Linked DNA regions of Mus musculus: region 1 is linked to region 2. The links are chromatin contacts, called in public promoter capture Hi-C maps. All regions are on one chromosome and are shown on one strand. The core of a region is the stretch at or near the end of the contact, and the rest is flanking DNA. Distances in the headings are between cores, read along the strand shown. Region 1 holds the start of Eri2 (exoribonuclease 2). Region 2 overlaps Vps35l (VPS35 endosomal protein sorting factor like).

The links. Promoter capture Hi-C pulls out the DNA fragments that hold promoters and counts their contacts.
Region 1: a promoter capture Hi-C map of hippocampal neurons shows a contact between it and region 2, with 3 times the contacts expected there. The contact joins the promoter of Eri2 here to the enhancer-like site in region 2. A contact is called at or near these places in 7 of 39 promoter capture datasets (the 3T3-L1 cell line, the C10 cell line, hippocampal neurons and 3 more) and 1 of 115 datasets of contacts at active chromatin or transcription factors (large pre-B cells).

The regions. Positions count from the first base shown.
Region 1 is chr7:119,792,122-119,795,594 of GRCm38.p6, reverse strand. Eri2 (exoribonuclease 2) reads left to right here and starts at 1,537. Exons shown (of 9, transcript NM_027698.5): 1 at 1,537-1,677; 2 at 3,097-3,164; 3 at 3,247-3,330. The coding sequence starts at 1,655. Rexo5 (RNA exonuclease 5) reads right to left here and starts at 1,473. Exons shown (of 20, transcript NM_001370778.1): 1 at 1,384-1,473; 2 at 1,093-1,219. The coding sequence starts at 1,215.
Region 2 is chr7:118,775,934-118,779,157 of GRCm38.p6, reverse strand. The region is part of intron 12 of Vps35l (VPS35 endosomal protein sorting factor like); the gene reads right to left. Among named protein-coding and RNA genes, the nearest start is that of Vps35l, 37 kb to the right of the region's middle. Within about 2 kb of position 1,342, at least 45 of the 459 cell types and tissues checked have an H3K27ac peak or open chromatin away from gene starts, as enhancers often do. A contact at or near this core is called in hippocampal neurons, where this site is marked.

The DNA of each region.
Region 1 (3,473 bases), core at 288-2,787, 1.0 Mb before region 2:
TGAGGAGCAAAGTGGTAGGCAGTCCTCCTCCCTTCCTGGCCTCTGTATCAGTTACTGCCTCCTGGCTCTTGACCTGAATTCTAGTGAAGAATTGTGAATAGGACTGTGATCTGGCTATGAGAGCTGAGATAAACCCATCCCTAGACAAGATGATTTTGGTTATGAGGTCATGGTGTTTTATCACAGCAATAGAGACCCTAACTTATACAATGGCCTTGAGCTAAGGTTAGGTATTTACTATTAACCACTTTTTTGAGTTTCTGTTCTAGGGACTGAATTCTGGGCACATGCAAGGCAAGTCCTCTATTACTGAGCCACACTGCTGACTCTTAGCCACACAGTTTTGAGAAATTTCTTTGTACTACATCATTTCTTAGAACTTTTAAGTGGGGATCACCATACTCCCATTTTACAACAAAGAAATGAAGAAAGAGGTTTAAAAGCCACAGCGGGAATGCAGCCTCCGAAGATCAAGCTTTTTAATCTCTGGACTACCGTTTCCAACCCAGGGGACTTTACAAACATCCATCTGCTTTCTAACCATCCCCACCCTAATCTATATTTTTCCCTATCAGTCAGTTATATAACCACAACTTTAACATGAGAAAATGGTTCAGGCTAAGTGCATTTTTAAATATGTAATGAAAATTTTATATTTAAAATTCTCTTTTCGATGAAACATTTAAAAATACAAATACTAGGGCAAACATTCTTATTACTGGTATCATTCCTCCATCTAATCATTTCCCCAGGATAAATTCCCCATCAAAATGACCATTCATTTTTACTTCTTCATAAATATTGTATAAAAACAAGAGAATCCTGTTTAGGTGTGCATGGATATTCCTGAAATATTTTGTTATACGGATCTTAATAAATGTTTGTTAAATGAATATTCTGTGTACCAGACACTAAGTCAGTTTTAAACTATGGAGAGAGCCTGGACGAGGTGGTACAACCAAGGGAGCAGAGTTGAGTGAGGTCAGTGGGTGAGCCCTTACCCTTCGGCAGGGACCCTTCGGGTGCTGGCGAAAGTGACTCCCAGCCACAAGTGACTTCGGGCCAGCCTGCTGGGCTCTCTCCTCTGCTCACCTTGGCTTGTGGCTCGCGGTCCTGAATATGCGAAGGAGGTCCATCCCGCTCTGTAGCCGAGGCCGAGGAGTTCGGGGCCTCCTTCCTCTTCCTGGAGTTCGCCTCCTCCTTCTCTTGCTCCATCAGGCTGTAGGGGAAAGATCAGCTGGAGCTGAGGACCCCGCGGCGACCAGGAAACCGTGTCGCGGCCTCTCTCCAGCAAAGCGCTAGACAGGAGTGACGGTTGGTTTGTCTCTTGAAGCGGCTCAAACCAGTTTACCACTCTTGGCCCTCGCAAAAAAGGCCACAGACCTACGCCTCCTTTCCTCAATTTAAGCCGTCGCGAAGTTTAAAGCGCTCCCTGAGGCGCGTCGTGCGCAGAGCGAGGGGCTCCCGGTCCTCAAGCCTCTGTCCACGCCCCCGGGTCCCGAACCGCCCCCTATGCAACGCCCACAAACCGCTGGCGACGGCCGCCGCCGCTCTACAAGCGCCCGCTTCCCTTGCCGCGCCGGCGTTTAAACAGACCGGAAGTGGGGGCGTCCGACTTCCGGCCGTTGAACTCTGCGAAACCCAGGGTCCGGGGATGGCGACCAAGAGACTGGCGCGGTACGTTAGGGGGTTCCCCTTAGGGTGGGCGGTGTTCATCCGCAGTCGTTTGGTCTGGATCTGAAAAGGGCCCTGGTCTTCTCGGGCCCCACGTCGCCATTCGCGACAAGTTGGAGGAGCCCGAGAAACCCCGGGTCCTCCCTACCGTGGCATGCTCTATCAGGTCTGTTCATTCTAGACCCCTGGGACCTGGAACGTGACAGCTCTGCACACTGTTCTCAGGCAGGTGCCACTGCGCCCAAGTGACCTGCCTAGTCCAGTTTTATTGTCAGAATTACCACAGACTCTCTCAGGTTTTTTGGGGGGGGGTGGGGGGGAATATGCTGTGCACAGATTTTTGGATGCGTTGTACACATTTGTTGAGATTGTGGACACAGTATCAAACTTACCAGGCATAGTGGAATGGACCTACAATACCAGCATGGAAAGTTGGAGGCCAGCCTGGTCCTCATGGTGATGTTCAAGCAGGCGATGGCTAAATAGTGAGACTGTCTCAAAACAACAACAAAACCAGATTCAAAACAAAACCCCTATCTGATGTATTAATGAATAGCATAGGATTCAAGCGTGAAAAGTCCTGTCAAAGGTTAACATACTATGGCCATCTTTAGGCAAATCATTTACTTTTCTCTTGCATAAAATACAGGTTGCAGACATGTCTACCACCTAGAATTGTTTAAAAGAAGTCACCATCCTAATTAAATATTTGCTGAAGAAGTGACTAGTAAATGTTAGTTTTTCATTCCAAATCCCTACATTGGCCTCACGTCTTGTCTTTTTCAAATAGCCAAAATAACTATTCCAGGTGTCTGTCTACTTAAAGTTGTATTCGTCATCATTTGGGATCTTCCCTTCTTTGGACTGCAGTGTATTGCTGTTGGGAGGTTTGTTTGTTTTGTTTTTGTTTTTGTTTTTAATCATAGATTACCTTTCAGTAGTACTCTGGTAATCTTTCTCCCCTCCATTTTTAGAGTTTAAGCACAGGCATCATCCCCTTGGTACATAGCAAAGGCTTGAAAAATACATCTTTATAGTCAATTCCTCGGTACTACTATAAAACGTGAACAGGTAAGAGTAGTGTTTGTGAAGCCCGCTCAGGTAAAATGGACACTAAACTCAAGAGAGGATGGCCATTCGCACAAGGACCTAGGACTTTTAAAGTCTAGCCCTCCTTTCCTTCAGTCAGTATGCAGCTGTTGTTTGAGGCAGGGTCCTGCTGTGTGCTGTAAGCTGTCCCTCAGTTCAGTTTGGCCGTGGCCTGCTGACTGCTGAGCCTCCAGGTGTGGGGCCCTCACACCCAGCTCCACTTACCGTACATTAGAGATGATTTTGCCATCTGTTTGGGGCTATTACTTTAATATCATATTCTAACTGCAGTGTAAATGAGTTTATTGATCTTCCTGTGTCTTGCATTTTTAGGCGGCTTGGATTAATTAGGAGAAAGTCAGTTACACCAGCAAGTGGAAATCCAGGAGGGAGCAGATTGAGTAAGTCCCACGCTTACGTTACAGTTTGAAGCCTTGCCCTTGGAACATCGTCGGAACCTAAGAACACTGTGGTCTTTTGCAGAACAGTTGTATGCCTACTTAATTGTCGTTGACTTTGAGTCTACCTGCTGGAATGATGGGAAGCACCACAGTAGCCCTGAAATAAGTGAGTGTGGATGGCCAGTGGCCAAAGCTAGTGCTCTAGGAGTCTTCTTAAACATCCTAGATATAAGCCAGCCAATAAGAAAACAATGCTGTAAGCTCGTAGTTTAATATAAAAACTCTGACCTACAAAAGAATAAAATACCA
Region 2 (3,224 bases), core at 93-2,592:
ATCAATACAGTACAAAGGAAGGCTGCGGTCCTCGGATGGTGAAAACACCATTCTCTCCATTTCATACACACAAGACAGACAACACTTGTGGATACGTTTATTAGATGAAGCAGGACCATGGTAGGGGGAAGGAACATGGTGGTGGTGGTGGTCCATGTGCTGGGCACATACAAGGCCCAGGGTTCAGCTCACAACATCCTCCTGAAGTCCCCAAAGCTTACAATGTAAAAGACAGCCAGCTTCTACATCATCGCTAAAAGCAATGCAGACTCGTTCTTTGCTAGTCAGGCAGTCATGTGTTTGACACGGCTCTAATAGGACAAATACAAAGAACACAAACGTCACCATCTGTCTGGACAGATGGTTCAGCTGGGAAGGGCGCCTGTCACCAAAACTAACAATCTGAGTACATTCCTGGAACCCACACGGTAGAGAGAAGTCAGACTCCATGGCAGGCCTACACACACTAGGGGAATATAATAGTAATTATTTCTTAAAGCTGTCATCCAGGGCAGGCATGATGCCATAGAGCTTTAGTCTCAGCAATCAGAAGAGAAGGCAGGTGGGTCTCTATGAGTTCCTGGACAGCCTGGTCTACATAGGAAATTCCAGGCTAGCCAAGGCTATATAGTGATTATTGGCTCCAGGATTCAGTAAACAACAGCCTGGGTTTTAAAGTTTGAGGCAAGACTCATAAGGCAAAGAAGAGAGTGCTTTTTTTTTAATATGACAGAAAAATTTTAAACCTTTTAGCTAAAGAGAACTCCCTTATGGGGAGTCGGAGCCCCAGAGCTGGAAGGAAAGGGAAGGTATGCACTACCCCAGGGAACAAGCATTGGACGCCATGATGTCTCCTACACCAGCCCCCTCTTGGCAGACTCAGGTCCAAACTGTTGCCCAACTTGACAAGAGTTCCTACAGGAAGCTATTATCTGGGCTCCTCCAATGGGGACAGAGTTCTCCCAGTCACTAGGTCCCGGGGATTACAGTAAGTATGCTGTTCTAAGGACATCAACCATCCTTTAGGCAGAACTGTGAGACTCGCCAGGGGCTTACGTTCCCAGAGCAGCTCGAAGGCCTCTGGGGAATGTCCAAGGACAACCACCTAGCTAACAACTGTCCCACTGGTTCTGATTCTGTTGTCTTCCCTTCTACTTAATAAGTACATTAGGTGACAGGGTAGGCTGGCCCAGTGGGCAGGCAGAAGAGAGGAGCTACATTAGGTGACAGGGTAGGCTGGCCCAGTGGGCAGGCAGAAGAGAGGAGCTGAAGGGGCTGGAGTTGGAGGAGGGGCTCCCCAACCTCCCACTATAAACAATTTCAGGCTCACCCACTCACTGCTTTTGTTCCCTTTTTTATCTCTGCTAATCAAGCCAAAGCAGCAGCTAGGAAGTCGGCCTCACGCCAGGCTCTCCCAGCATCCCTCAGTCCTACTGGTTACTGGGTCCTTCCTGGGCTGGCACACCGAGCCATTTACCCTGAACTCTTCAGCCCAGGGACTGGACTGCTCTTCCCTATACAATCCAACCTTTGAGCGTCCTGGCTGCTGTACCTGGCTCCCCTCTCTCCTCTTCCTTCCTGCCTTCTCCCGACATGGCTCAGGGTCATGTCCACTCTGTACTCTCCCAGACGTCCCTGCCCCTGGCTATGCTCTCCCACACAGCTACAAGAAGCCTTTTCCCGAGACAGTCGTGTCCTTTCCTTTCTTTCTTTTTCATTCCCTCTCCACTTTTCAGACAGTTTTCTATCAGTTACTGCTATCAATACCTGAGAAGACAACTTCAAAGAAGAAAGAACTATCTTCACTCAGTTTCAGAATGTTCAATCCAGGGTCACTTGATCCCATGTGTAAGGACAGGACACCATGGGAATGGGAGTGTGTGATGGAGGGAGGCTCTCACACATGAGAGGCAGGAGAAAGAGGGATGAGGAAGGGAAGGAGCCAGGGTAAGACACAGCTCCCAGAGTGCACGATGGCCTACTCCCTCCACCAAGCCCTACCTCTGCTTCCACCCCTTCCCAGGACCACCATCATAGTGGCATCCATCAGTGACTAATTCACGTCACACCTCAGGTCAGAGCCCCTAATAATCTGTCCTTAGAAAAACCTTCATAGACGCACTCAGATGTGTGCTTCGCTGTTCAGACATCTCTCAATCAAAGCAAGATTAACTACCGCACAAGCCAATAGTCTGAAGGAGGTTCCTGCCACTTACAACCGAAAGCATCCTTACAGATGTGCACCCCCAAACTCAGGACTGAACCCAGGATCTTGCACCTGCTAGCACTCTGCCTCGTCAGCCCTCAATTCTTTTTGTCCAAACACTTATCAGCTGCTCAAAGAGGAGGCGTCTTCTACAGCTCCTGTATAGGTAACATGATGTTACCAACACAGTAGCGCTCCCTCAGCCTCTTGGGGCAGGGACACTATCCGTCCCCTGCTCACGTGGCCTGCTTCTGACCTCAGGCTTACAAGGAACATATGTTTCTTTGCTGGCTGCTCTTTATTAAGTAGATGCAACATCCTTAGTGTGATTCTATTTTCCAACAGAGGCCAATCAAATGGAGAGAATTTGCCAAAATCGGTGAGGTGAAAGGCAATGGAGCGCGAATATGAAAACAAGGATATCCTTGGGCGTCTCCCCAGGGAAATGGTGTTTTATTTACATACAGGAAACCACCATCAAGCTCTGACTCAGGATGAGGAGTCAAGCTTCAATAGACACAAATGGTTAGCTCTGATATTCCTGGGTTTAAAACCCACCCCAGATTTCAAGCAGAAACGCACACTGGCCCTCACCTGTTCCAGAGAAGGAGCAGGTGCTCTGAGGCGCCTTTCCCTTCCCTGGGGAAGCATCCTCCAGGATGGGAGTCTGCACTGACCCTACAGAGCGCCTGCTAGGCAATCTGGTGACTCTCAGCCACAGAGCCTTCCTCAGTTGTATGGCACAAGAGAAGCAGAGCGAAGGCCCTGGCTTACTAACGAGCAGCATGGCTCCTGTACAAGGCTCCATCTGTGCTTCTGTCCTCAAGGAAGCCTGTGACTTAGCAGAGGCCAGAAGCCTCACCAAAGGTGCACAAGGCTGACGGGGCAAGGGCAGAAGACCCACTGTCTGGGAGGCCTGTGAGAGCTGAAACCCCTGTGTGGCTCCATGGGATGCATTCGCCAGAAACCAACAACTGAATGAAGTAAAAGCGCCAAGCTGTGCTACTTCAGAGTGAGG